Linked DNA regions of Mus musculus: regions 1, 2, 4 and 5 are each linked to region 3. Evidence: chromatin contacts called from public Hi-C and promoter capture Hi-C data. All regions are on one chromosome and are shown on one strand. The core of a region is the stretch at or near the end of the contact, and the rest is flanking DNA. Distances in the headings are between cores, read along the strand shown. Region 1 holds the start of Czib (CXXC motif containing zinc binding protein). Region 2 holds the start of Cc2d1b (coiled-coil and C2 domain containing 1B). Region 3 holds the start of Pars2 (prolyl-tRNA synthetase (mitochondrial)(putative)). Region 4 holds the start of 1700047F07Rik (a long non-coding RNA gene). Region 5 holds the start of Lrp8 (low density lipoprotein receptor-related protein 8, apolipoprotein e receptor).

Region 1 (5,574 bases), core at 2,261-4,760, 1.2 Mb before region 3:
GCCTGGAAAGGAAGTGTATTGAGGAGGCAGGACCAATGGAGACCACCTCCTCCAATGCCCTCTGCCCTTTCTACCTTGTGGGCCCTAACTACACCACTGAGCCTAGAACAGGACCCAGAACAAGTTAGCCCTTTATAAAAACAAAACGCCTGTCTTGGGTACTGCTCCAGAGAGGACCTCTGTAGACACAGGTTGTGCAGAAGAGTGAGGATCCTTGGTCAACCTTCCTGCATGTCAGCAGAGCAGAGGAAACCCGGCCTACTTACTGTAAGGATCTGAATCATGCACTGAGAGCCAAGCACTGGGTCAATGAATGGTAAGTGACCAAGAAGACAAGAATGCTAAGTTACAAGGGCTCTAGACCGTCCACATGGTCCCAGTAAGCACACCATGGCCTTTGGATAACCAGCCACCATGTCAGGCTGGAGAGATGGCTCAGAGGTTCAATTTCCAGTGGTTGTTAGAGATGGTAGCTCATAACTATCTATAATGAGATCTGGTGCCCTCTTCTGGCCTATAGGCATACATGCAGGCAAAATGCTGTATACATAGAAACCCTGTCTCAAAAAACCAAATAAACAAACAAACAAACAAACAAACAAACAAAACAGAAACCAAACATCCACCATGTCATGAGGAAGGCTGGGTGTATGGAGAGCGCACCTCTTGGGAGGTGGATAGCCAGGAGCCCTGCCTACCTCACCCCTGGGCTCAGACTGCCCAGACTGTCATCCTGTGTACTTTTAGGAGGAAACTGCAGTATTACCCAGTGGATGATGTGGATATGGTGGACAAAAGATACGGAGCAAGTGAGCACTGAGTTGGTGCATGAGAGAGTAAATACGCAGGAGACGTGGTGTCAAGTACCTGGCCTCTCAGCATTCAGGAGGCTGAAACAGGAGTATGAGTTTGAGCCAAGCCTGGGCTACCTAGTGAGACCTAGTCTTAAGCAAAACAAAGAGTTAAATACATGGGACCATGTCCAGGGGCAGGCCACTCTGATGCAGCTACTCTCGACCCCACTCCTAGCCATCAGTTCAGATTTAATCCCACCATCCCTGACACTACAGCAGGAAACTTACGTTGTAAGCCTTGATGGTGCTGCTCAAAATGTCTGAAATATAAAAAGGAAAAGTTGACTTGAATCTCTACCCAGACTCCACTCAGGTGCCCAGACACAGCCTGGGAAAGAGAGAGACCTGCACAGGTTTTAGTATTTCACACCTAGGTCCACCCCTTGACAACACAAGCCTGCTTCCAGTCACCCTGGAAGAGCCTGGTAGGCAGCACCCGACCTACCAATAGAGTTTTCCCGTGCACATAGCTTGCACTTCTGGACCATGGAGGCACTGCCTCGGCCTCCTTTCAGCGCCACGCTGTCCTGACAAGAAGCAAACAGAATTTCTAGTCATGTAACAGCTAGACGTAAGGGTCCCAGAGAGATCTCATCCCACCACCTCATCCAGTGGAACAGACTAAGACCACAGAAGTGAGTCACTTGCTGACAAGTGACAAGAGGGTTGAGGAGAGCTCAGTAGTAGAGCATGCTCAGTAGAGTAGTAGTAGAGATATGCAAAGCCCTGGATTCAATCCCCTGGGTGGGGCAGAAGCCTAAGGAGTCTTCCCCTGGTTGAGAAAAAAAGTCCCTCTTGATTTTGAACTCTGCCTCAAAGATGTCTGTTGTTCCCTGCGAGGGTCACATTGGTGCTCTCTCAACACCTGCCGTGCCCCCCCCCCCAAGTGGCTAAAGGAAAGAAAGATGAAATCCAATTTCCCCAATTTTCTGCCCAGGAGCATGTGGTAGGGACCATTACCATCAGCCGGATGTATTGCCACTTCTCTGAAATCTCACCACAGTTGCCACATTTCATCTTGGGGAAGGAAAAGAGTATTATTAGTTGAGCAGGTAGCTTCCTTAGACACAGGGGAAGGGGAAGCACGGTGTAAGGCCAGCTCATAGCCTACTGCCTTCTCTTAATTTATCTTAGATGCACTCTCACTGTGTAGCCCAAATGTGTTTGAACCTGAGATCTTCCTGCCTCTGCTTTCCAAGTACTGGGATACAAGTGAGTGCCTCTAGACCCATCCTATCTTCTAGGGGATTCTTACAGCATCCAATAGGGACATGAGCCGATTTATCTCCAAGTAAGAACAAGGTGTTTCTGATGTTGGCACCCCTGCCCTCCTCTAGAATCTGTGCCATTTGGCTGGGGACTCCAGGTTGTCTCAAGCCCCCAGCAACTCTGCTGGTTGGTTCTGTGCTTAGGGGTCCTGAGTCTGGGGTTAACGGGTTGTCATTTTGTTTCTGTTTCTCTCTCCTTTGTTATTCTGTGTTTCTTCAAGTCAAAGTTCTTCAGATGGGCCCTGGAACTCCTGCTCCAAACATTTTGAAATAGGAGCTGTGGGTGCGATGGTGTTGCACTTGTCTAGTGCTGGGGCGGGGGTGGCGGAATAAGAGTGATCAGTTATGGCTTTGGTTGGGTATGTGAGGCACTGAGATAGACTAGGAGAATAAAGCACAGCCTGGGACGATGAAGGGTGTCACACTGTTTGGGCCTCTAGGGCAGGGTACCTACCCAGTTTACTAGCACTGTGTGAGGTCAAAGGGTGGCCAACTTTCCCAATAAGTAAAGCCAGCAAATAAAACAAGGTGGGTTTATTCACTATATTAAGTAAGCACAGGGTCCCTTCAAATGATATTTTGTTCCGTGTATGTTTATAAACTAAGAGCTGGAAGGATTTCACATCAGGAGAGTGCTAGCGTGAGGCCCCAAATTCAGATATACCCGCCAGAACAGAAGAGGGATAAAACCACAAAACTCCACCGTGTGAGGAGGCCGAACATCTGTAATCCTAGTAAGAAGATCAGGAGTTCAAAGTCATCCCTCGCTACATAAAGAGCGCAAGGCCAGCCTAGATTACATAAGACTAACGTTTAATCAATAAAAATAAAATCTAAAATTCCATCCTGAAGATCTCACTTAGATGCCTGGTTAAGCACCTCAGACCCGGTGGAACTTTTAGAAAAGCTCCCAGTTCAACACTGTGATCAAGGCTGGGCCCTGAGCCCTAAGATGCCCCACTGCCTCCGGATGCTCCTCCCTTCCCTAGAGGAACCCGCCTTCCGTCGCACCTTCAGGTACCACCGGAAGTCCTCGCCCACTGGCCGAAGGTTCGTGACGTTCTCCAGCGTGGCTTTGAGCTGCAGTGCGATTTTCTGAGAAGAGGGCGGGACACGCTGAGTGCAAGGCCTCGTCCGCTCAGCTGCGTGCCACGCCCCACCCCGCCCCTCCCGACTCAAGCCCCGCCACCCGAGCCTCACGCCTTCCATTCTCTCCTGCTCTGAGCTCGCCACTCTGAGCCCCTCGCCGCCTCGGACCCATCTCTCACTGGGCTACTACCAGACGGGATGCCCCAATGGCGACTAGCCTCTCCTTACCCCCATAGCTGCCGGTCCACGTTAAGTCGCTGCGACAGCTGCTTTCCGACCCGTCGTAAAAGGCCGGCGTCGCCGCGCAGCCTCAGTGCGGGTGGGCGGGGAGCGGGGCGTTAGTGAGTGGTACTGTAGGCTGGCGTTTTCTAGCTTGTCCCTCCTTAACCTGCCGGGCTCGGCTGTTTTCGGTAGGTTTGCTGGAACCGATGTAAACGCAAATGCCAGAGATGGTTCCTGATTCTCAATCTGTGCCTTCACTGAGCAGGCAAGATAGTCGGGCTGGAAACCTCTGCCAGACCTCTCTAGGCTCTCGGTTCTCTATCCGACTTCTCACTACCTGTGGTCCTGAGGCTCAGATTACGCTGCAGCCTCCCAGATGATGGGTAGTCGCCCTCTAAACTGCCCACTGGATGTACACGATTTGATGCTGCGACTTTTCCCACAGGGTTGCCCTGTGTCCATGTCCTCGTGGTAGCTATGCCTGAACAGAGCTGACTTTCCCCCACCTTAGTCATATATTTAACCGACACTGCAGGAGCTGGGAGCACCAACATTCGAAAACATGCCCCATTTTTATTTTTTAGAGACAGGGTTTCTCTGTGTAATTATAGCCCTGGCTCTCCTAGACTCGCTTTGTAGACCTGGCTGGCCTCGAACTCAAAAGAGATCCACCTGCCTCTGCCTCTCGAATGCTGGGATTAAAGGCGTGTGTCACCATGCTTGGCTCCCACTTTTATGGCCCAGTCTTTTTAAATTTTATTTTGGTTTTGGCAGGTAGTATGTATGTGCTCCACATGCATGCAGCTCCCACCAAGGCTAAAAGAGGGCACCATAAATAACCCTCTTGTACCCTCCCCCCCCTCAGCCTGAAACCTGGCTGAACAGGTTTCACTGATAGCACGAAGAGAGCATGGGGGGGGGGGTTGGAGCCTGCCACCTTATCGTTCTACCACTCCCACTGCTACTGCCTGCCGCCTAGCAGTTCCGGAGTTAATCAAGTTGTCACCTGAAACTGGACTCCAAGGATGATTTGGCGGGAATGGGTTCCTTCCCCTTCTTCATAAACCAGTGCCTGGGAATAGTAAAATTGAACCTTGAGCAGACTAGTTGTCTTGGTTCCATTCTCTCTCCCGCCGCCTAGCTCCCTCTTCTCTTCCAGATTCCAAGATGCCTCCCAGGCTAGAACCCAGACATGTGAGCCGGCCGCAACACTCTGTGACACACTGATAGAGCCACCCTATGGATGTTAGGAACAGAAATGAGGTCATCTACTACAGCAGCAAGTTCTCTTAACCGCTGAGCCATCCCCCTGCCTGTTGGACACCACCAGACTGGTCTTTAAGTGTCTCAGAAGTCTGGCATCCTGACATGTCACATATTAATGATATCCCTAACGGAGTATGAAAAGTCTTGAGGATGCTTGGGACCTTGTCTCAGAATGGAATGTCTCTAAGGATATGTATTTAGGCTCGTGTCCCTTCAGACCAATGAACCCTATCAAGTCCCATTCCTTCTGATGCCATCTAATCAGCTATTTTCAGCAAGCCATGAAATTTAAGTAATGGCAAGAGAAAGTTCCTGCCAATCTACCTATTGAACAGTTTTCCTTCATACGGAAATAAAGGATATGTTAAAAAGCCCAGCCATTGGCTGGAGAGATGGCTCAGTGGTTAAGAGCACTGACTGCTCTTCTACAAGTCATGAGTTCAATTCCCAGTAACCACATGGTGGCTCACAACCATCTGTAATGGGATCTGATGCCCTCTTCTGGTGTGTCTGAAGATAGCTACAATGTACCCATATACATAAATAAAAAATAAATGCCCAACCACAATAAAATTTTATGCCCAAGAAGCTATGAATGCTAGTCAGGTGTTTTACTACTGAGCTATAACTCCAGCAATTAGTCATCTTGTAAATCTTCAGGGTTTCCATTTCCCTTGAAACTTAAAAATCCAGGTTGAACTATGTGTGGTGGCACCTGCCTAAAATCCCAGCACTTGGGAGACAGATCCCAAGTTCAAAGTCATCCTGGACAGGAAAGGGAGGGGAGGCGTGGTCAAAACAAAACCCAGGTACCTTGTCCTAGAATATTGCTAATGGGGTTCTCAACTTCAATGTATTGAAAAAAATATTCAGCA
Region 2 (5,421 bases), core at 1,114-3,613, 2.0 Mb before region 3:
ATCTTCGTGCTTCTGCCTCCTTAGTAGTGGGATGATGTACCACATTTAATCTTTTTTAAATGACCTATTTTTATTTTCTGTGCCTGGTGTTTTGCCTGCATGTCTGTCTGTGTGAGGGTGTTGGATTCCCCTGGAACTGTATTTACAAATGGTCGGAAGCCACCATTCGGGACCTCTGGAAGAGCAGCTAAGCCATCTCTCCAGCCCCCCAGATTTAATTGTAGTAAACACATAGCATGAAATCTGCTGTCCTACCTATGTTCAAGTGTGAAGCTAAGGAACATTATACATTCCCATTGTTTTGCAACCATCACTCCAACCCACTCACAGAATTCACACGCAAAACCTGATCATACATCTAGGAAACACTAACCCATCTTCCCCTTTCCACCTTATTTTCTATGTCCATTATTTTGACTACTCATAGTCAACCCAACCTTAACTGGTTCTGTTGCTGTTGTTATTGTTGTTTTGATTTTTCAGTTTTTTAAAATAAATGTGTATGATAGTTGTTCCCATATATATGTATGTACAGCATGTGGCTGCAGTGCCGATGGAGGCCAAAAGAGGGCGTTGGATCCCCTAGAACTGGAGGTGGCTGTGGTCGTAAGCCACTAAGTAGCAAGCAGCTCGCACTCTTAACCACTGAGCCATTTCTTTAGCCACAAATGTTTAGAGATCCATACTCCATGTGGACCCGGGGTGAAGGAGACCACATCCATACCTGCTTGGCAGTCTCAGCACCCTGGCCACTGGTCTTAGGGCCCTTCCGAGGTCTTGGCCCTGGCATCTTGGCAGGCTAGATACCTATCAGGTGTAAAGTTGAAGAGACTCAGACTGGAATAGATGATGATATATGGCCCCCAACAGTGGTACCCGTGGTTAGGGAACTTACTCCCACGGGCTAAAACACCACTTTATAATTAATAGCACAGAGGCAAGGAGAGGTAGGGGACGGAAGGCAGGGGACCACTGTCAACAGAGGGATATGGGGGGTGGGGGTGGAAACACAATTTCTGAACTGACTGGTGACCATGGAAGGCAGACTTATGGAAGCAATTTGAGGTACAATGGTTTGGAAAGGCTTTTAAAAGCAGTGCTGTCGCCGGGCGTGGTGGCACACGCCTTTAATCCCAGCACTCGGGAGGCAGAGGCAGGCGGATTTCTGAGTTCGAGGCCAGCCTGGTCTACAGAGTGAGTTCCAGGACAGGCTGTCTGTTCTGCAAATAATGTGTCTATTTACATTTAAATTAAAAATTCAGCTCCTCAGTCATACCAGACAGATTTCAAGTGCTCAGTAGGTGAATCTGATTAATGGGTACCACTGGGCAGCACAGGCATGGATCGTTCTCATCATCAGTTCCCGTGGGCACTCTGCACCTGATTCAGTATTCAGATCCTCTGAAAGGTGTCACAAGTGGTCAGCGGGTACTGTAGCACCACCTGTCCAGCACTGGAAGGAACTCATTTGCTCCTACCTCAGGCTTCAAGGAAACAGACCCATGGGCAGACAACGACCACAGAGCAGCTGCAGGGACAATGGGTGCAAGAGGCAGCCCCTTATCGAGGACATAGAAAAGACATCTAGGAGAGGACGATGCCTGTGCTGAGTCATGAAGTTTGCACACTGGGGAATAGCAGAACTCCAAGCAAATCAAACGAACTGACACCAGTTCTGAGGTGAGAACTGGCTTGGCCTACACAAGGAGAAGAAACGCCCAGCACCACGGAGGCATAAACCAAACCGTAAGGCTAGAAATGAAGGCATGAACTAGGGGAGAAAGAGAAACAGCTTTAAGGCTTTAAAGACACTTGGGCGTTAGACACTGGGAAGCATTATGGGTTGATGCAGAAGGTGCCCAGGGAAGTGGGAGATCATATAGGGCGGGAAACCTCAGCCCTGAGCATCTTGCAAATCTATGAAGAAGCGTGAGGTGGCGTGGGGATTAAGAAACAAGACACGATCCCGCGTCCGGAGCGGGAATCAACAGGGCTGCGAGGTTCCCTGGTGTGAGCGCACAGGCGTAAGCCACTCCAAGTGTCACATTTCGGACTGCAGTCAACAGCGAAGCGTCAGCCGGGGTGGGGTGCGGGAGTGAAGGAGCTCGGGAGAATGAGATGCTCCGCTGCCGCAGGCCGGTCGCGGCCCTCCCGATGCCAGGCTCCGCCCGGCCCGACCCAAGCCGCCTCTATCTCCCCGGCCGCCCCCAGAGTCCACACGCCGGGAAGCGGGCACGTGGCATACCTCGCGGCGGATCCGAACCAAAACCGGGCCTTCTCGAGCCCGGAACCGCCTAGCTTTCCGCGGCCCCCGGGCGGCCGCGGCGGAGACAGCCACAGGAAGCTCCCGCCCAGGAGGCGGTGGCAGGCGCCCGGCACGTGACACCACAGCCGGCGGGTCGCCGTGCGCATGTGCGCGGGGAAGCGGGCGGGGCGCGCCCACAGGTGACGCCGAGGGTGGGGCCGGCTGCGCGCAGGCATCTTGGAGCAGGTAACGCGATACCGGCTGGCGGCAGCGTCGTGAGGTGTGGCGTGCTGCGTCCTTCACCCACGGTAGGCGTGCCCCATTCCTGCCGTAGTTTCTCCGAGAGGCCTCTTACCTGGTTCTCTTCGCGCGCCCCGGCGCTTCCGCGTCCTACTGGCTACCAATAGGCAGCCGAGCCGCGTCCCTGTGCTGAGATCCTGGAGGATGCGGCTTCCTCCAGTCTGTGCAGCTTAGGCACGGAAAACCAGCTCTCTGGGAAATAGAGCTCCTTTCTAGTCAGAGGGCAGGACAAAACTTCAGATTAGAGGAACCAAAGCCCTCGATTAACTGAGGCCGGAGCATCCCTGCAAGCTGAAGGGTCGCCTCTACCTCAAGGAGTCCTGTTATATGGGGATTGATGGAACTGACCTGCAGATAGACCAAACCCCGAGATACCCCACACCACGTGCGTAGTCTCACTTCGTGGAGAGACTGCAGGCTTCAGTTCTGATAGATCAGTTCTGCAGCCCTCGTGGTGGCGCATGCATTAAATCTCAGCACTCGGGAGGCAGAGGCAGAGTCCTTTAGTTTGCCTGCAGCTGGTCTAGTTTAGGCCAGCCAGGGCTACATAGTAAGAACTCTGACTCATAAACTGCCTTACTAAGGCAACTTCCAGAAGTTGTCTTCTGACCCTACACAGATGCAGGCCTGCCTGCACTCCGACATTCAAATTAACACACACAAATAATACACAGTAGATAGTGATTCCTACAGCTTTGGGTTTTTTCATTTGATTGTTTTCAAGGTCACACAGACCCACCTGCCTCTACCTCCTGAGTGCTGGGCTTAAAGAGTGCACCACCACCACCTGGCTGGTTTGTTTGAAACTTTCGTGTACTCAATCCTGACCTTGAATTTGATTTGTAGTGAAGGATGACATGGAATTTGTGATCCTCCTGTCTGCATCTCCTAGTGCAGGCATTACACCTCTGGGACTTCTGAGGTGCTGTCGATGAGACACAGAGATTTGTTCCTGCTAGAAGCACCCTGCCAGTCCAGCTACCTCCCAGACCTAGTCATACCCGTGTATGTAAATTAACAGGAGATGTGGCCACTGACTTCATCTCCCATTCTGCAACAGTTCCTTTTCAGTGGGGATCTGTCCTCTTACTGGACTCTCACTCCGGCCTGCCACAGGCTCCCAGATCTTGTGTTTCCCACATAACAGACTCAAATGAGCCAGAGTATAATTTAGGAGATAGTTTATAATAATAGAACAAGGAGGGTTAAGAGTGGATAATGGCCAGAGGGACCAGTGCAGAAGGAAAAAAAAAAAAAAACTCACCACATGTAAGTGGATAATGGCAAAGAATCACCATTGTGCCAATTATGTCAAAATAAACTTTACACTGTTCTCTTTTTCTTTTTTTAAACAATGGGTATGCTAGCACAAGCCTTTTAAAAAATTAATTAATTAATTATATGTGAGTGCACTGTAGCTGTCTTCAGACACACCAGAAGAGGGCATTAGATCTCATTGCAGATGGTTGTGAGCCACCATGTGGTTGCTGAGATTTGAACTCAGGACTTTCGGAAGAGCAGTCAGTGCTCTTACCCGTTGAGCCATCTCTCCAGCCCTACACTGTTTTCTTACGTCTCTACACATAGTTTTCCTGGAGGCTATTGTCGTGCTCAGATGATAGAAAAATGGGTTTGGAGTTGTGCTTGTGAGCATGTTTTGTATGTCATGCTCATTTAGGACCTCGCATTTTCATCTGCAGCTTTCCATCCTCACCTTATTCCCTTGACATAAGGTCTCTCACTGAACTGGAAGCTGTTTCAGCTTAGTCTTGCTGATAGTGAGCTCTTGGAATCCCCAGTCGCTTCTCCCCAATGCTGGGGTTACAAACTCATGAAGTCATGCCCAGCTGTTATTTGTTTGTTGTTTTTTCTACCCCCCAAGAGCTGAGGACTGAGCCCAGGGCCTCTCACATACTGGGCAAGTGCTCTACCACTGAGCTAAATCCCCAACCTGTTTGTTGGTTTTAATGTGCTCTGTCTACATGTATACCTGCACACCAGAAGAGAACATCAGATCTCCCTCCTTTTAAATGTGTATGTATATATATAAAAGGGTGTGTGTGGGGGGGGGGGGACGGGGACGCACACCTTTAATCAGTACTTGGGAGGTGGAGGCATATGGATCTCTGAGTTTAAGGCCAGCCTGGTCTACAGAGAGAGTTCTAGGACAGCCAGGGCTATATAGAAAATCCCTGTCTCAAGAAAACTAACAATGTTAGTGTCTTGTGAGCTACCCTATGTGCTGAAGCATCTCTGCAGCCTCCGTTTTTGTTTTGTATTTTTATTTGTGTGTGTTTCTAAGTGTTTGGTCGCATTTATGTAAGCACCATATATTCGAAGTGCCCATGGAGGCCAAGAGGAATCAGATCCCCTGAAGCCAGAGTTAAAGCTGCCACATGGGTCTGGGGATTGGACCTGGGCCCTCTGCAGGAGCTGCAAGTGTCTCTAACCACTGAGCCACCTCCTCAGCCACTGTATGCCCGGCTTTGTATGTAGATCCTGGGGGTTTAAATTCACATCCTTATGCTTACAGAGCAAGAGCTCTTACTCTGAGCCATACCCCCACTCCCCAACTTATGAGTTATTTTTGTTGAAGTTTTCTGTTTTGGGACTTGTTTTTTCTTTGCTTTTGTTGTGAGATAGTTTCACTATGGAATATGAGTAATTAATTTGAAAGCTAGCATCCACATGAGACAACATGCAATATTAACACTTCACTTAATATATTTTATAGATCCATCCATTTTCCTGCAAATTTCCTAATATCATTTTTCTTTACCTCCCATATATATGTATGTATGTGTGTGTGTATGTATATATATCACATTGCATCTATTGATGGGCATAAATAATCTTGATAGGATATAATTGTCTGG
Region 3 (5,788 bases), core at 2,685-5,184:
GCAGCCAGGTTCCAGACTATGCGGCTCCCAGCTTCTCAGAGGAGAAGGGCCGGTAGCCCCACTATCTGGATTGAATGAAATGCAAGGCGTGTGCTCAGACTGTGGGGTGGGGTTGGGGAAGCATGGCCCCAGCTTTCAAGCATTCTCATCTTACACCCAGAAACTCAGCTCAAGGGAAAGTGACCTGGGTCTCTTTGCCACCTTTCAGCCCTCCTAACAGAAGTGTCCACATGTAAAAGGAACGGTGTATGGTAGCACAACTAGCCCAGGGAGGACGGAGTTAATGGCTACATACAAACCATCACAAGGGAGGAGTAGAGTTTTTCCTAACACGCTCTCCCCTTCCACGAGAAGCCACTTCTGGAGAAACCACCCAGGACAGAAGTGGAGGGAACTACAGTGTTACAGTGGACACCAATCCTAGGGGCAGGTGTGGTTGGCCCCCTAGACAACATGCACTCCAGTTAGTAGTTCCATGACTCCCTCTTTGGTGAGGAAGACCACCTCACCAGTGTTCTGAGACCAAACCTCAAAGTGTGCTGGGTCCTCCAAGGCCCTCTTGCCCGCAATGATCACAAAGGGGTAGCCAAGCTTGTTGGCATCTTTCAGTCTGTTTCCAATGGTCAGGTGGGTCCTGTCGTCCAGCAGGACCTCCCCTCGGAGCTGGGGCACAGCCTCCATGATGTCATCATATAACTTCTCCACAATCTCTGTGGCTGCTGTCTCCTTGCTGCCTTTCTTAGGGGGGATGACACAGACTTGGTAAGGGGCAAGGAGGCGGGGCCAGCGGATGCAGTCTTCCGTAGAGAGAACTTCGATGGCTGCAGCCAGGATCCGAGTGACTCCCAGCCCGTAGCACCCCATTTCAGCCAGCAAAGATTCCCCATGGGCATTGGTAAAGAGGGCATTGAAAATGGAAGAGTACTTGGTACTAAGGTAGAATGTGTGCCCCACCTCAATGCCTTTGGTTTCTGTCAGTGGACCCTGGCAGTCAGGGCAGATTTTTTGTGACAAGTCTAGTATCTCTGTGTTGGCGGAGAAGTGGCAGCTGGGACAGACCACAAGGCGGTCCTCTCCAATGTCCACTGGTAGCTGGAATTCATGGGACATCGTGCCCCCGATGCTGCCCACATCTGCCCTGGCCTTCATCCATTGCAATCCCAGCCTGTCAAACAGCCTACAGTAAGCATCACACACCAGGCCGTAGGTTTCCTGGGCAGCCTCAGAGGAGGAATCAAAGGTGTACATGTCCTTCATATAGAACTCCCGGCCACGGAGAAGACCAAACCGGGGCCTGGGCTCATCCCGAAACTTCCTTGTAACCTGGTACAACAACAAGGGGAGCTGCTTGTAGGAAAGTTTCTTCTGGGAGGCAACCAGGGCTGTAACCGCTTCCTCATGAGTCGGTCCCAAGCAGTACTCTTTGCCGTGCCTGTCTCTCAGTCTCAGCAGCTCCCTGCCCATCAGGTCCCAGCGGCTGGTGGCCCGCCACAGCTCAGCTGGGCTGAGGCTGGGCATGTTGATTTTCTGCCCGCCGATGGCCTGCATCTCCTGGTCTATCACCCGCACAAGCTTCTCCACGGCACGCACTGTATAGGGCATGAGGTGGTAACAGCCAGGGCTGGCTGGAAGGATCAGGCCCACTTGCAGCATCAGCCGCTGGCTCTTACAGGTCAGGTCGCTAGCTCTGCCCTCCAGAGAAAGCACCTGGTCTTCCCGAAGGTTCTGAGGCTGGAACATGCGGGATAATACCAAGCGCTGCCCTCTCCCGGGCGCACGATGGTAACACTTGTGGATGATGTATCTGCAGTGACGGAGGCTGCAGGCAGCCAAGGCAGACAGTGTTCTGCATCTTGTCAGCAGACCTTCCATGACACCCTGGCACCTGGAGAAAAATGAGTCACGTGGGATGACGATTAACTTGGTTCTCAGCACGGGATCCAAGATGTGGATCCTTCCATGTCTATTAGCCCAGCACATCACAGTACCACTTAAAGAAATCCATCTGGGTATAGTGGCAGATGCATTTAATCCCAGCACTCCAGTACTTGAGAAGCAGAGACAGGCAGATCTCTGAGTTTGAGGCCAGTCTGGTACATAGTGAGTGCCAGAACAGTAAGGGCTATGTAGAGAGACCTTTTTTAAAAAATACAAAAACAAACAAAACAGACAAAAAACCAATAGCAGCAGCAACAACAGAAAGTCATATTCTTCTGATTATGAAAATGTTACCAGCCTGTTGTGGAGATAGCATCCAGTTATGCGCAGGCTCTAGATAAGGCAGTCGGCTCTAAACCAACTTCCACTGGCCACTTCCAGCAGCCTGCCACATCTGTAGCTACCCGTGTGCTAGAGTTTCATCATGAAATGATATAACCACCAGATCAGCCTTGTACATTTACTGTTGAGAATTTTTTTAAAGGTAGAAAAAATTCTCACAACAGTTTTTGGCACAGGCCATGAGCCTGGTGGATGTTTGATATTGTTACTATTTCAGAACACTGGGGAGAGACCCTGAAACAAGTCAATTGCAATCTCACAGGCAACAGCGAAGAGCAGGCTTTTTTTGGTTTTTGTTTGTTTGTTTTTTCTTCAATTCCTTGTCTCGATCCCTACTAAGTCAGTATTGCTAGGCGCTGAGGCATATTTGTAATCCCAGCACTTGGGAGCCAGAGGTAAGAGAATCAGCTAGGTTTGCACATCTGAGTTCCAGGACATCGGAGGAAATGAAAATCTGCCGCAACAAAAAAGTCAATATTGTTTTAACTGCTCCTCTCACCCACCACACATTCCTGGTCAGTTTGCATCTTCACTGTCCAAACTGTTGAATTTCTGACCTATATATTCTCCCATCTTTGGAGAACATAGTACACGCTATTTGAAACTTAGTGAGGCAGAATCTCTTCAGACAATGGTGCCCCTGCAGATCTGAGTATCACCCTGCAAAGCACCCTCTGGCCAAACCAGAAACCTGCCCTCATCTACTCTGCTCCACAGTACTGTCACAGTTTTTAGTCCTCTGGCCCAGCCTGCTCCACCTGACCAGCCTGCACCTCAGTTCAAGATACCATCATCCGTGACTGTTAAAACAGTCTCTACTGGCCTCCTTGCATTCCTTACACTTTCAACTTAACACAGGCATTGGTAATGACAGTTTCTTGCTGCCTTTCGAGTGTACCGCAGATCTCACCTGTAAGAGGCCTTTTCCCTGCCTTCGCCCTATTTCAGGTACACAGTACATGAACACACACACGATCCAGTCAGGAAAACTGCACACAGTGTGCTTGCAATGCCTAGTGCCCTAAAGGTTTGTGTATTATGATGCCCAATTCATAGGCTCTGAGATGGATCATAGGGTCATAGGCTCTGATTTGTGTCAGGTGACATCAAAAGGCCCATGGCCATTCTGGATTGCGGGAATTTGCCTCCAAATACCACCAACGTCAGCGCAGCATACAACAGCGATGAAACTTCCAACCCCTGCTCTATCTTGGCCTTTACGAGGAGTGAGCGTACTGCGGTCACTTCATTCCTCTTTAGAACCCTAAGGCGGCTGAGCCACCAGGTCATCCCCGGGACCGGTCCAAAATGGGCCCTTTTAGGAACTCTGTGCCTCTAAGTAAGGGCCACGCAAGGATAACTAGGGCGGAAGTGTTGCTCTCAAACAGCGGGGGTGGAGATGGGGAAAGGTGAACTGCAACCGAGCACACGACTATCCAATAGCCTGTGGCGACTGAGAGGATGCACGCGAGACAGCAGACACCAGATCGTGGGTGCGCGTGCCCAGAAACTGTCCCTAGATTCGCTGGGCCCTTCCTAGCCACCCTCCAAGTCCAGCGGCCACCGATGCTCACCAGCAGCAACTCAATACCTGAGTCGGGCGCTCTTCAGTCACGCAAAGCCAGTGCGCCTGCGCCGACATGGCCGGAGCCTCGCCCCCTGTGTTTCTCACCAATCGGAAAGCCGCACTCACGGGAGGGGGCGGGATGCTCCGGTCCCACGCTCTGGAGAGAGGCTGGAGAGGTTTTCCGGAAAGCAAACCAAAGAGCCTCGCTCTCCCGCCAAGATTCCGGAAGTGCCCTCTAGGAATTAGCAAGGTTCAACTCTATGATCAAACCTTACTTTAAAGGATTTGAGTCCTGTTTTTACCGCCCACTGCTAGGCCCGGTCTATGTGGAGAGCAGGTTCATTGACAATAGCTATGTTTCAAATCTACGCTATGATTGAACAAGCCACAATTTAAATGAGTTTAAAACTATGAAACACTTGCATAAGGTCACCTGTATTACAATAGCCAAGGAAGTCTTTTTAAAAAATTTTATGAAGCAGAGATGGGGTTTAATAAAGACATTTTAATATAGGCTGAAGCACTAGGCTTAAAAGCACCAGGGGAACTGGAGAGCACGGATGTGGCTTCTCAAAGGCGAGTGTCCCTGAGTCTTGAAGATGCGACTTGAAACATTCGTTGCTGTGCTGGTTAACAACCACTGCTGTGCTTCAGAGAACCAGTGTTCGGTTCTCAGCACCCACAATCACTGAAACGCCAGCTCCAGGGAACTCCAAAACCTTCTGACCACTGAGGATACCCACCTCCACTCCCACACAAACTCACACACACATACAATGAGGCTGGGTCTTTTCTTCATTTACAAGATGTATATGTACATGGTTTACATAAGTGTGTTATGTGGTATGTTTGTATGTGTGTAGGAACACATATACACGTGTGAACTAGTGTGTGAAGGCCCAAAGCTTTCATAGGTGTTTCTCATCCATCTCTACCTTATACACTGAGGCTCTGAACCCCCTCTTCATGTTTCATGGCACCCACTTTACCTGATGAGCTGTCTCCCCAGCCCTCACAAAATAGTTTATGAATAATTACATAGTACACGCTACTGCTGCAGCTGTGGGGAAGCAGAGAATGGGGAAAACAGCTCCCAACATTCATGTTAGAAGTGATGGCCTGTAAGCTGACACAGTCAAACTTCAGCCGACCAAGTGTCTTAGTCTGCTTTCAGTGGCTGTGAGAAAGATAACAACCAAAAGCAACTTGGGGAGGAAAGGGTTTGTTTTAGCTTATGAGTTACCGTCCATCCCTGGGGTGGGGGTGGGTAGCGAGGAGTCAAGTCTCAGGACAGGAACCTGGAGACAGGAATTGAAGCAAACACCACTGAGAAATACCGCTTACTGGCTTGTTCCTCATGGCTTGCTCAGCCGGCCTTCTTGTACAACCCTGGAGCACATGTGCAAGGGTGGCACCTCCCACAATGCACTGGGCCCTCCCATGTCGGTCATTAATCAAGAAGACTGGCCTGCAGTGGAGCCTCATGGGGACAGTTTCCTAACTGAGGTTCCTCTTCCCAGATGACCCTAGCTGTGTCAAGCTGACAAAAACAAACAAACAAACAAATAAATAAAAAGCAGACAGTAGGGAAGTGGGGCAGTAAAGACTCAGAAACCAAGACAAAACCGGATTTTGATAAAATTAATTTTTAAAAATTACCACAAAAAAATCCATAGAAAGAAAAAGTAAGTTGCCGGTCAGAGGGTGTTAAATGTTCTGAAGACAATTTAACTTAAAAAAACAAAACAAAACAAAAATGGGGTAGGGAGCTGAATGGTGCATAGGGTGCCCACGGAAAGCCACCATGAGTGTGGCATTTTAGCAAAGACCTGAAGAAGGAGACCGTGTAGCTGTCTGAGGGAGAATGTTGCAGGCTTGAAACAGAGTGGAGAGGGCCCTGAGGAGGAGCTGCCTTCCAGTTAGCCTATTCAACAACAACCA
Region 4 (5,663 bases), core at 2,391-4,890, 1.0 Mb before region 3:
CATACACACACATACACACACATACACACACACACTAAATAAAAAAGTATTTTGAAAGATCAAGAGTCTGGTGAGGATGGGAGCCCTGCGCACTGCAGTCACTTCGAGTGGATGTGAAGTACTAAATATAGAATTGCCAAATGATCAAGTCACACTACCCCTGGGTAAATGCCCCAGAGATCGAAGTCAGCCTTCCGCAGAGGTGTCTGCAATTAGTGATTGTTGCAACACTGTCCTCAACAGTCAGGTGATGGGAGAAGGTTCTCTGCCTAGTAACAGATGCATGGGTAAAGAAAACGTGATGTGTGTGTGTATGAGTGTGTATATGTGTGAGTGTGTATGTACATATATGCATATGCATGAGTGTGTATGTGCACATGTGTGTGTTTGTGTGTGGGTGAACATACAATGAACTTTTCCCATTTTCTAATTAAATTTGTTTAGTCAGCATACAGAAGGATTGGTGGAGACATTTCTGTAGTGCACTCTTGCTCACATCCACCCGTTTCCTTCAGTGTCTCCTTCCCACCCTGCTGCTCCTCTTGTCCCCTGCCCTTTCACACCTGTCTCACACACAGAGTTAGGCTTGAACCCCACCTGTAAAGAGTGGTATTCTCTTGTCTCTCTGTTACCCTCTTGTCTCCCTTCTTCCTTCCTTCATTTGCTCATTGCTGTTCTGGCCCTGGTCAGGGTTTCTATTGCTAGGATAAAACATCACGACCCAAACTAACAACAAACAAGACAAAACTGCAAGGAAAGGGTTTATTTCACCCCACATATTACAAACCCACCACCGAGGGAAGCCAGGACAGGCCCTTGGCAGGAACCTGAGGCAGAGAGCAGGGAGGAAGCTGCTTACTGGCTTGCTCCTCATGGCTTGCTCAGTCTGCTTTTTTATAGCACCCAGGGCCACCTGCCTGGGGATGGACCCTCCCACATCAATCATCAATCCAGAAAATGTACCCCAGGCTTGCCCATAGGCCAGTTTGGTTTGGGCATTTACTCAGTTGAGATGCTCTCTCCACAATGACTTTGGCTTGTGTTAAGTTGACATAAAACTAACCAGCGCAGACCCTTCTCCACTGCCACACCACGGAACTGGATAGAGGATATCACTAAGCAAAACAAGCCAGACTCAGACAAATACCTCATCTCTCCTCAGAAGCAGAGTCTAGATTTAAAATATATGTATTAAAAAATATATGACATTCACAAAGCTTAGACAAAAAAAAAATGCAGGCAACTAAGAAATGCTGAAATCAGGAGACATGCTCTCCTCCCTAGGGAAGAGCACACCAAGTGGTTACCCAGGACCAAACTGTCAGCTCTGAAAACACACACACACATTACATGGGCTAAGAAGGTTGTATTTATATATTTGAGAATACACAGACACACATACAGATGCACACAGACACACAGACACAGAGATTTACACACACACACACACACACAGAGACACACAGACACACGGAGACACACACATGCATGCATGTGTGTGCACATACATCTAAACAACAACAAAGAAAAAGAGGCCATGAATTTGAAAGAAAGCAAGGCTGTGTGGTATATGAAAGGGTGTGGAGAAAAAAAGAAAAAAAAAAAGAAAGAGGATGAAAATATTATAATCTCAAAAGAAAAATTATAATTAAAAAAAGTATATGTAATAAGGAGTATCAGGAAGGAGAAAAGGGGTGGGTGGGATGAGAGAGTATTTAGACTGAATATGAACTAAATAGATTACATACATGTATGAAGATATTGTAATAAAACCCATCACTTTGTACAATGAATATATGCAAGTTAATTTTTTTCAAAAATAGACAAAACTATCAGAGTAGAACAAATATTGTCAAGTATAGGCCCACCTTGTTCTCAAGAACCCATCCTTTTTTGACATCCAGTTTCTCTCTCTTATATCACGCCAGTGTCTTTTTAAGAAATGTGTTTTATCTTTTAAAAGACAGCAGCCTGAGACGCAATCAGCTCTCAACCTAAAAACACAAAGCTTTCAAATTGCCTGAATTTCCAAGAATAAAATAAATACAGCACTGTTGAAATTTGCCTACACAAATGGAGGTTGGAAGGGGATAAACGTCTGCGGTTTGTTTATTCTATCACCCCAGGCTTTCTGCACCTTGTCATGTGACTACTGATTTAAAAGATATACAGTTGTTTATTAATATTTCCCAAGCACTATGCAAATTCCTATTGCCATGGGTATCTTTTGCCCTTCCAGCTGTGAAGTGAACACAGAAGCATTTTGTATTTAACAAGACTAAAATATGTTAACTCAAAAAGAACTCACGTTGACTAGCATTTCTCTTCAATTATTAATGAGGACATGAAGAGAGCTTGAGTGGTCAGATGTAGAATCTGAATAAACATTGCCTCAGGCCTGATGGTCCACCGGTACCTGATGTTCAAACTTAAATTTGATAATGCAAAGTCTAGCCTTTCAGTCTGTGGTATTGCTAAGCTGTGGAATGATGCAATTTATGCTCCAGACTTTGTGTGTGTGTGTATGTGTGTGTGTGTGGGGGGGGTTTGAGTCAGGGTCTGGGTAGCATGGAACATGCTATGTAGATTAGGCTGGCCTCTGTAGACTAGGCTGGCCTCAGACTTGCAGCAACCCTCATGCATCTGCCACAACAAACAACTCAATGACTTTAATATGTATGTAACACAATAAAAATACTATAAATAAAGTATATATAACATGTCTTCTCCTTTCTGGTGCTGGGAACTAGGCCTAGGATCTCACATGTACTAGACAAGCACCCACTGCACCTAGAATTTCACCCAGAAAATTTGAAAACCCTTATTGAGACTATGATATTCAAAAGACTCTTAAAATCTTTATTTTTTTGTCAGGATAACTAACAATTTTCTGTTAAGTACTTTGGTTTATTATTATAACAAGTATTTCCTCTCTTGAAAAACCCATTCAAAACATCCCAATCTTTGATGTAGGGAACTTTAAGAAAAAAAAATTTTTTTTTTATGTTTTTAAACAGGAACAAGAATTCTTCAAATTTCTATAGTTTGACAAATAGAAACAATTTCATTTCAATCTATTCTGGTGAACAGGAATTATTTTATACAGAAAATCATCCTGTCACTTCTGGCAAACTAAGAGTGAGTGCTATTCATTCACATGTCCCATGGAGTCGCAGTGTGATGCTGCCATGCTCACATAGATTACTTTATCACAGATCTTGCAGTGGGAAACAAGGTTTTGGGATGGCTGAAGCAAAAGAAATCAGATCCCACAGCATCTCCAGAAAGGAATGGATCCAACCTTCTCCATCAGGACAGTCTTGCTGGGGTGGGATGGGAAGGTGGATCATTCAGTGAAGCGGTTGCCATGTGAAGCGGTTGCCATGTAAACACAGAGACCTGAGCTTAGATGCTCAGCACCTGCGTAAAACCAAGGGCACATGCCGGTGACACCAGGGCTCAGGAGACAAAGAGAAAGATATAAAAGTAACTTCTACTCACCTGAGGTGATCGTTGTCTCCGAGGCTTGCTGCCTCTGTCTGCTAACCTACGCTAGTCCTGGAAGCTTCTAGCCTCTGTACAATCTTATCTAGGTCTAGAATATTTTCAGCCTCTGAGACTCGCTGCTGAATAAGCTCACACTTTCTAGGTTGGTTTTTTTTTTTCCTGAGCTTTGACTGTTTCAATCTGTTTTCTCTGTGTGTGTGTTTCTCTCTCTGCCTGTCTCTATCTCTGTCTCTCCTGAATTCCTTTGCTTGGTCTCATACTAACTTAGGCAATCTGTTCTAATCTTCTGGCTCCTTCTCATTCTATGGCTCATTCTGACTTCACCTATGTCTAGCTTGTTCTCTCTGCAGCCTGTCTCTGTAAAACTCCCCAGTAAAATTGCCTCCTTCCTTTCCTCTCTCTCTAAAACTCCTCTCTCTTAAACAGCTTCTCTTACCTCTCTCTTCTCATGAGAGTTGGGCGTATCCTATTCTCTCATACCTTTCTCTGGTTCACCACTTTGTCTGCCACTCAATTAGACATCACTTTCAAACACGGCTGCTTCCTTCTACAAACTAACCTGACCTTCATTGTTTGGGATTAAAGATGTGTGCTAAAGGTGTGTCTGTATTCCAGCCAGAGAGATTAAAGGTGTGTGCTAAGGGCTACCTACTTCATAACTAGAAACATTTTTTTTTCAGTAAATAACAATCTCAGGGTTCACAATGTGATCAAATATTCTTCAACAGGAATACACATATATATATATATATATACATATATATATATATATATATATATATATATATATATATATATATATTCATTCCTGTTGCTTCCTGGCCATTTAGTCTGGCTGAATCACTTAGCTCCTGGTTCATCGAGAGACTCTGTCTCAAAAAAAATAAGATGGTTAGTAATTGAGGAAGATATCCAGTATCTATTAGCTTACACACACACACACACACACACACACACACACACACACACACACACGTGTTCATACACAAAGACATACACACACACACATTTTTTAAAAATTAAAAAGTAGTCCTGGGCACTGCATAGTGTTTGAATCAACTCTGTCTCCTGTCTCTTTCCAGAGCAATGTGCAGGCAGCATCAACGGCCACGGTCAGGACCAGCTTTTTCCTGTTATTTCTTAAGACCGTTCTTGCCTTTCCCAGGAGCAACCGTCGTGGGCATCAGCATGAAAGCCTTGTCTCCTGTCTGTCTGTTCTGCTCACTGCTTGTCTCCCGTCTGTCTGTTTTGCTCACTGCTTGGCTTTGTAAACGGGACTTTCACTCTGTCTTAGCGATGACCAGGGCAAGTCCAGACAAAGCCGTGCTTCCAGCTCTGTCTAAGCCATTAACACCCGCTGGGTTAGCCAAACACCCCTCTGGCTCAGGCTGCCCAGTGCAGCTGGTGGTCAGTGGATCCTGCCTGCTCGGTCACATCCCTGCTTGGAATTAGCTGAGTCCTGCCGCCCTTCCATCAGTTGATAACGCTTGAGTCAGTAATGTAGATAATGTCACCTTCTTCAAAGGACACTCCATCTGGCTTTCTGGGCCGTGTCACCTGGGGCTCTGAAGGCTGTAACTTGCTGTAGTTTGCTGGTTTGGGAGGTAACTGCCATTTGGATTCCCCCAGCAGCTGAACCTGGGGACAAAAAGCTGACTGCTCACTCCTGCCACCAGGGTTCATGTACCCCCAAGGCTGCTTTTTTTTTTCTGGTGTGTGAGAAGAAACCCCCACTAGTTCCCACACCCATAAAGGATGCATGGTCATAGGCATCTGACCTCCGAGTGCCCTGGCTAGCTCTTGCCACCAGAGCCCCTGAAACTGATTTTTTAGGTATAGTTTTAAATAACAAGGTCAGTGAAAAATTTAGACAGTTTGAATTGGTGAGTACTGGAGAAAGATCGTCTACCCTCCATCTAAGGGGCCTGTTTTTAAAATGTGAGGTATACATAGGTGTTAGAGCAGGGCAGAGACAAAGCTAGACTATTGTTCTCTGTTTGTTTGCTTGTTCTGTTGTTGATGATTTTGTTTTGAGTTTTTGTTTTGTTTTGTTTTTGAGACAGGGTTTCTCTGTGCAGCCCTGGCTGTCCTGGAACTCTGTAGACCAGGCCTGCCTTGAATTCAGAGGTCCGTATGTTGGGATTAAAGTCACTTCC
Region 5 (5,495 bases), core at 163-2,662, 1.2 Mb before region 3:
TTGAAGTGCGCGCTCCCAGTGAGGCCCAGATTGGGGATCCGATCCATAGAGCTAAGAGGTGTGCAGGGGCTGCCGCGTCCACGCCCACAGTCTCGGGCTAGTAGCTTCAGCAAGCCGCGCTGGGCTCCACCCTAAGCAGGACACGCCTGCCACCCAGCTCCCGCCGACAGCTGAGCCACCCATCCCAGAACAAGGCCGCCAGCCTGGGGCAGGTGGCCCCATGACGGATGCAGCCACGTGCGCAGCGGAGCATGATCCCCCCCCCCCCCCGTTTCCCCTCCCCTGGTCGCCGCGACTCACGGCAGTCGTCCTCGTCGCTGTTGTCCGAGCAGTCGTTGTCCTCATCGCATCTCCACACCAAGGGAATGCAGCGCTCGTTCCGACACCGAAACTGGTCCTCTTCACACTCCTTGACTGGCCCTGCGGGGGTTGGGGGCGGTGAGCTGGGTCACTGCACAGGAGCCCGCTCCCCACCCTGCAGCCCTGGCTGCCGAGAAGTCCAGCGGGTATGGGAAAGGGGGAGATATCGGTGAGCTCTGGATCTCCAAGCACCTTAATTCCGAGAAAGGACAGGATGCCACGGGTCCTCCACTGCAGGACCGACTGATGGCACAGCGAGACCCGACAAGCGCTTAACGGCCCGTGGCTATACCCCGCCTTCAGACACATTCACCCTTACACACAACGCCAAGTCAGGTCCACACAAACCTAGTCTGCGGGAAGCCCCGCACACTGGCGACACGCACCCGGTGCAGGGGCTCAGTCCCTTCACAACCTGTCAGTCTCCTCGGCCCACAGGGGTCCCCGGAAACGCATTGTCAGAAAAGACTGTACCACTTCGCTCATCGCCGCTATGGAGCGCGCGTGTCAAATTAAACCAAACCCCAGACCCTGAAGGACTACCCCCCGCAAAGTTCACGGGCCGGGGGGGGGGTGCCCGGCGCCCATCCCCCATTAAGAGGGTGCCCGGAGCTGGGGTAGAGCTTCGGTAACCAAAACCGTGGGGGTAGCGGGGAGGAGGTCCAAGGCAAATCCAGGGAGCTAGGGTCCCCGGAGCCTCTCTATCGGGACCTCGCCGTACAGCAACCCCCACCGCCGGCCGCGCTTTGTTGGTTGGCGGCTGCGAGCCGGCCCGGGAAGCGCCGTACGCACCTTGGCCGCCCGGCAGCGGATCCGCTGCGGAGAGATGCTGAAGCTGCAGCAGCAGCAACAGCAACAGCGCCAGCGGCCGGAGCGCGCCCAGTTCTGGGCGGCCCATAGCGGGCCCGGGGCTCCGGCCGCCGCGCCCCGAGACCCCCGCGCCGCCGCCGCGCCTCAGCCCGCCAAGTCCTTGCCGCGGCGCCGGGGCTGCCGCTGCCGCCGCCGCCACCACCACCGCTGCCGCCCGCCCCGGCTCCCCGGCTGCATTTCAAGCAGGTTCGGTGACGCTCGGCGGCGGGGCGGGCTCAGGCTGGGCGCGCGGCCCCGGCCCTGGGCAGCCGCCGCCGGCGCGCGCGCTCCCTCCCGCCGCCGCCTCCGCCCCACGCTCCTCCCGCCGCCGCCTCTTCTCCTCCCCCGCCTGTCCTTGTCCCCTCCTCTCTCGGTCCGAGCCCCATGATCCTGCTCTGTGTGCGCGCAGGTGCTAAGAGCTGTAGACGCTAGGACGAGCCCGGCTAGGCTCTGGCCCCCCTGGTTTCCCCGTGGAGGTGGCAAGAGGGTGAGAGAAGGAGGCGTATGGAGGAGAGCCCGAGCTCGGGAGAAGGAGACTCACAAGCCGTTGCAGTGAACGCGCAGAGCGCGGGAAGGCTGAAAGCATTGCCAGGGAGAATCTAGGGGTGCTGGGCAAGACCTGTCATAGCTTCAGATTAGATGAGTCGCTTTCTGCGACCGTGTGCATCTGTGATTATCACTGTGTGATCCTGAGAGAGGTGAGTGTCTGGTGCACAGACTGTTATCCATATTCATCCTTCTCTGTTGGACCCCGCAGAGGAGCAGATCAAGGGCCCTGAAGACATGGCAAGGTAACCCTTGCTGCTGCAGAGAAGGGCAAGGACTGTGGAGGCCCAGATGTGTCATCCTTGCCGCCAGAGGCAGCACATCTAGTGTCTCTGGGCTCCACTAGCCTCTGCACAAAGAAGGCCCCTCCTCTAGCAGTGCGACCCCACCTCCCCTACTCTTCCTTGTCAGAAGGGCAACGCTTAGACTGGATTTCAGCCACCTGCCGGTGAGCCTGGCCCAGCAGCACAACAATCTCAGAGTGTGATTCTTGGGCACGGGTTGTAAACCAGGCCCGCGCGAGGGTGCCAAGGCCCAGTGTTAAATAGGCCCTCTCTCTTCAGAAAAAAAAAAAGGAAGAAAGAAAGAAAGAAAGAAAGAAAGAAAGAAAGAAAGAAAGAAAGAAAGAAAGAAAGAAAGAAAGAAAGAAAGAGAGAAAGAGAGAAAGAGAGAAAGAGAGAAAGAGAGAGAGAGAGAGAGAGAGAGAGAAAGAAAGAAAGAAAGAAAGAAAGAAAGAAAGAAAGAAAGAAAGAAAGAAAGGGAAAGAGAGAGAAAGCAAGCAAGCAATCGTGGAAGCTGTGATTCCTATGCCAAGCTGGATGGGTGCACAGCCCCGCTAGGTCAACAGTCCTCTCAGTCTCATATCTTCCCCCGCAAAGGGTAGCCCATGACAATAGCTATGGCAACCACAGACCTTGGGAAACCACAAGTGCATCATCCTTTGGTCACGTTAAGGCTCCATGGGTCTGGAAGTCCTGGCCACAGTGAGGGGAAGACAGACCATCAACAGAAGAAATCTTACACAGCATGTGCTGTGTGTGTTGTGCCCAAGGCTGCAGCATCGTAAATAAGGTACTTCCCCAACCTCCCGATGTTACATATTAGTTAGAAGAGAGAAATACAGAAGAAGAAAAAAAAAAAGAGTTCTATCACACTATCACAGCATCATAGTTGTGATGAGAAAATAAACAACATGAGAGCACGGAGGTAAGTTAGAGAGGCGATCATGTTTCACTGACAGCGAGGAGCCTGACCACATGACGGTCAAACGCATGCTATTCTTGGCAGAGGGAAGAGCAATGGAGACACATCCCATCGTGGTAAACTAGTGATGGGAGAAGTAAGCGCATGGTGGTGGGGAGGAGCTTTGGGGAGTCCACAAGGCCCAATCACAGGATAGCTTTGTAGGCCACAGTAAGGAGTTTGGATTTTGTCCCAAGCACAATGATACCCACTGCGACACCCTCGAAGGTTAGGATGGACCCCCTCCTGCAACCCAGATTCACCTGTCCAGCCTCACATGGCTTCTGCTCTGCACTCCTGGGAAACTCAGTCCCATTATCGGGCCTCAGGGAAGCTGGGAACTAGGCAGTCTTGATGGTTCCTTCTGTGCTAAGATGTTTGCATGGGGTAAAGTTTAGGCTACAGCTCAAAAGGATAAGAGCATTGGCCTTTGGGTCTGGGCCTGCCCTTCCTTCCCTGACTATATGGACATGGTTGCTTCCACTTCCGTGGTTCAGGTTCTCCGTATAAAAGATGGCATGGGGGGGGGGGTCGCAGTGCTCACCACACAGGCTGAGGTGAGGTTTAGATTACATGTGGTTGCATGAGAGTCATGTCCAGAGCACAGTAGATGCCTAATGAACATTAGTTACTGTTACTATTATCCAAAACACCCTCCTCAAAAACCTCTGATAACCCCAAACCTCAAAAAATACAAATTGCCCAGCCTGGGAATATAGCTCAGTGGGCAGTAGCTCAAAATTTGAGCTACTAGGGGGACTACAGTAGGAGGAGCACAAGTTCAAGGCCTGTCTATGGTACAGAGAGTTTTCAAAAACCAGTCTGGGAGGCCTCCACAGCAGGCCCACGGGCCTGCTCCTCACACCAGCCTGCTCCTCACCTGCCCCTGAGAGCTGGGTTTCAGACCTCTTCCGACCTGTACCCTCTTCGTGGGACATTCACCTGGGCTGGATCTGTCCAGCCCTAGGCCTCTGTAAAAAGCTTCTACTCTCTCTACAGAAACTTCTGGAGAAGTTTCCCATGGCCCTGAGGGCCAATCTCTCTGAACTACTGTTAGATCCACTTCTGTGCAGAGGCCTCAGATCAGAAGGGCTTCCTAGTCCCTGCTTTGTCTCCACTGGTGGCTTGTTAAAGAGTGGTGTGGCCCCACAAGTTTGCCCCAGGACCAGAAAGCTTGCTCAGCTGTGGGGGGTCATAAATGACAAAACTCCATTCCTGCCCTTAGGGCTCTCTGGTCTAAGGACCAAGACAGCTCTGGATAGACAGTGATGAAGTCACAAGAGGATGAGCAACCCAGAGAATGGGTTGTTCAGGGACATCAGGTTTCTACCCCATGTCTCTCACACAAACAAGGTCAGAGAGCAGGGGCCCAGCTGAGCTGAGGGCATGGAGCTTTCTCTCCGTCCCCTGCCTTCACTTTGCAGAAGTGCAGCCTCAGTCTCCTTTGGTATGCTGTGGGCCTGTTGCCCATTCTCCTTGATGGGGTCTTATAAAAGAGACGGTCTAATCCATGCTATGAACTTCACGGGTTAAACCACTCGATATATGTGTGACCTCAAGGAAGTTTCTTGGACTATCTGTTAATTTTCTCTTCTATAAAGTGGGCATCTGGTCCTGTGAGGTGGCTGAGTGGGTAAAGGTGCTTGACACAAAATTTGAAAACCTGAGTTTCAGCTCTGGGACTCATGGTAGAAGTAGAGAACCGACTCCCTCAAGTTATCCTTTGGCTTCCACAAGTGTGCCATAGAACACATGGGAGTGCACACACATACAAGCATACACACACAGGCACAGACGCATGCATGCACGCGCACACACACACACACACACACACACACACAGTGTAATAAACATTTTGATAAATAAATTGAGTAGTAAATAAATAGACTAGGAATGGGGTCAGAGTGTTTTATGCCTATAATCTCAGCACTTGGGAGACTGAAACAAAATTGTCGCATTTGAGGCCAGTCTGGGCTATATAAAGACCTTGTGTCAAAAATAAAAATAAGAGGGGCTACTACTTAAGAGCATCAATTATCTATTGTTATATAACAGACAACCTGTTAAACTTAGCAATTTAAGACAAAATGGAGCCAGGCATGGTGGCACATGTCTTTAATCCCAGCACTCAGGAGGCAGAGGTATGCAGATCTCTCTGAGTTTGAAGCCAGAATGCTCATCATAGTGAATTTCAAGACAGCCAGGGTTATGTAGAGACACCATCTCAAAAAACCAACAAGACGAAAAGACAATATGGGTCTGGAGGTGGGAATCGGACATCAGCTCAAATGGGAGCTGTGTGGTCCTCTGAGGCTAGCCTGGGCAGAAGGCTCTAGGATGGCTCCCTTGAGTGGCTGTGGAGTCCAGCTGTTGTCAGCAAGAGGACTTTCTGGAATTGGCTGAGTGTCCTTATGACATGGCATCTGCCTTCCACTTGAGACCAAGGGGCACAGTATTCTTTAAGTCAAACTTAATTTACTGTTTAATTAGCACACAGA

The links. Promoter capture Hi-C pulls out the DNA fragments that hold promoters and counts their contacts. Hi-C and Micro-C count contacts between places; a contact is called where the count stands out from the background. Capture Hi-C pulls out chosen DNA fragments and counts their contacts.
Region 1: a promoter capture Hi-C map of pre-B cells shows a contact between it and region 3, with 4 times the contacts expected there. The contact joins the promoter of Czib here to the promoter of Pars2 in region 3. A contact is called at or near these places in 3 of 39 promoter capture datasets (hippocampal neurons, liver and pre-B cells) and 1 of 9 other capture datasets (adipose tissue).
Region 2: a contact with region 3 is called in a promoter capture Hi-C map of liver, with 3 times the contacts expected there. The contact joins the promoter of Cc2d1b here to the promoter of Pars2 in region 3.
Region 4: a contact with region 3 is called in a promoter capture Hi-C map of embryonic stem cells, with 2.8 times the contacts expected there. The contact joins the promoter of 1700047F07Rik here to the promoter of Pars2 in region 3. A contact is called at or near these places in 5 of 39 promoter capture datasets (cranial neural crest, embryonic stem cells, hippocampal neurons and 2 more) and 3 of 115 datasets of contacts at active chromatin or transcription factors (embryonic stem cells and large pre-B cells).
Region 5: a contact with region 3 is called in a Hi-C map of B cells, with 7 read pairs. The contact joins the promoter of Lrp8 here to the promoter of Pars2 in region 3. A contact is called at or near these places in 1 of 39 promoter capture datasets (stem cell-derived epiblast-like cells) and 1 of 484 Hi-C or Micro-C datasets (B cells).

The regions. Positions count from the first base shown.
Region 1 is chr4:107,887,762-107,893,335 of GRCm38.p6, reverse strand. It overlaps Czib (CXXC motif containing zinc binding protein), which reads right to left and starts at 3,510. Exons shown (of 8, transcript NM_001347160.1): 1 at 3,440-3,510; 2 at 3,134-3,217; 3 at 1,815-1,871; 4 at 1,300-1,381; 5 at 1,083-1,114; 6 at 1-2. The coding sequence starts at 3,445.
Region 2 is chr4:108,616,898-108,622,318 of GRCm38.p6, reverse strand. Cc2d1b (coiled-coil and C2 domain containing 1B) reads right to left here and starts at 2,363. Exons shown (of 25, transcript NM_177045.3): 1 at 2,246-2,363; 2 at 725-807. The coding sequence starts at 790. It overlaps Gm12743 (a long non-coding RNA gene), which reads left to right and starts at 2,464. Exons shown (of 3, transcript XR_003955254.1): 1 at 2,464-2,553.
Region 3 is chr4:106,649,215-106,655,002 of GRCm38.p6, reverse strand. Pars2 (prolyl-tRNA synthetase (mitochondrial)(putative)) reads right to left here and starts at 3,934. Exons shown (of 2, transcript NM_172272.2): 1 at 3,872-3,934; 2 at 1-1,885. The coding sequence starts at 1,872. The coding sequence ends at 445.
Region 4 is chr4:107,687,577-107,693,239 of GRCm38.p6, reverse strand. 1700047F07Rik (a long non-coding RNA gene) reads right to left here and starts at 3,640. Exons shown (of 4, transcript XR_867984.2): 1 at 3,502-3,640. It also overlaps a transcript of Dmrtb1 not described here and the pseudogene Gm12899.
Region 5 is chr4:107,798,176-107,803,670 of GRCm38.p6, reverse strand. Lrp8 (low density lipoprotein receptor-related protein 8, apolipoprotein e receptor) reads right to left here and starts at 1,412. Exons shown (of 20, transcript NM_053073.3): 1 at 1,153-1,412; 2 at 301-420. The coding sequence starts at 1,258. Lrp8os3 (low density lipoprotein receptor-related protein 8, apolipoprotein e receptor, opposite strand 3) reads left to right here and starts at 1,607. Exons shown (of 2, transcript NR_168096.1): 1 at 1,607-1,907.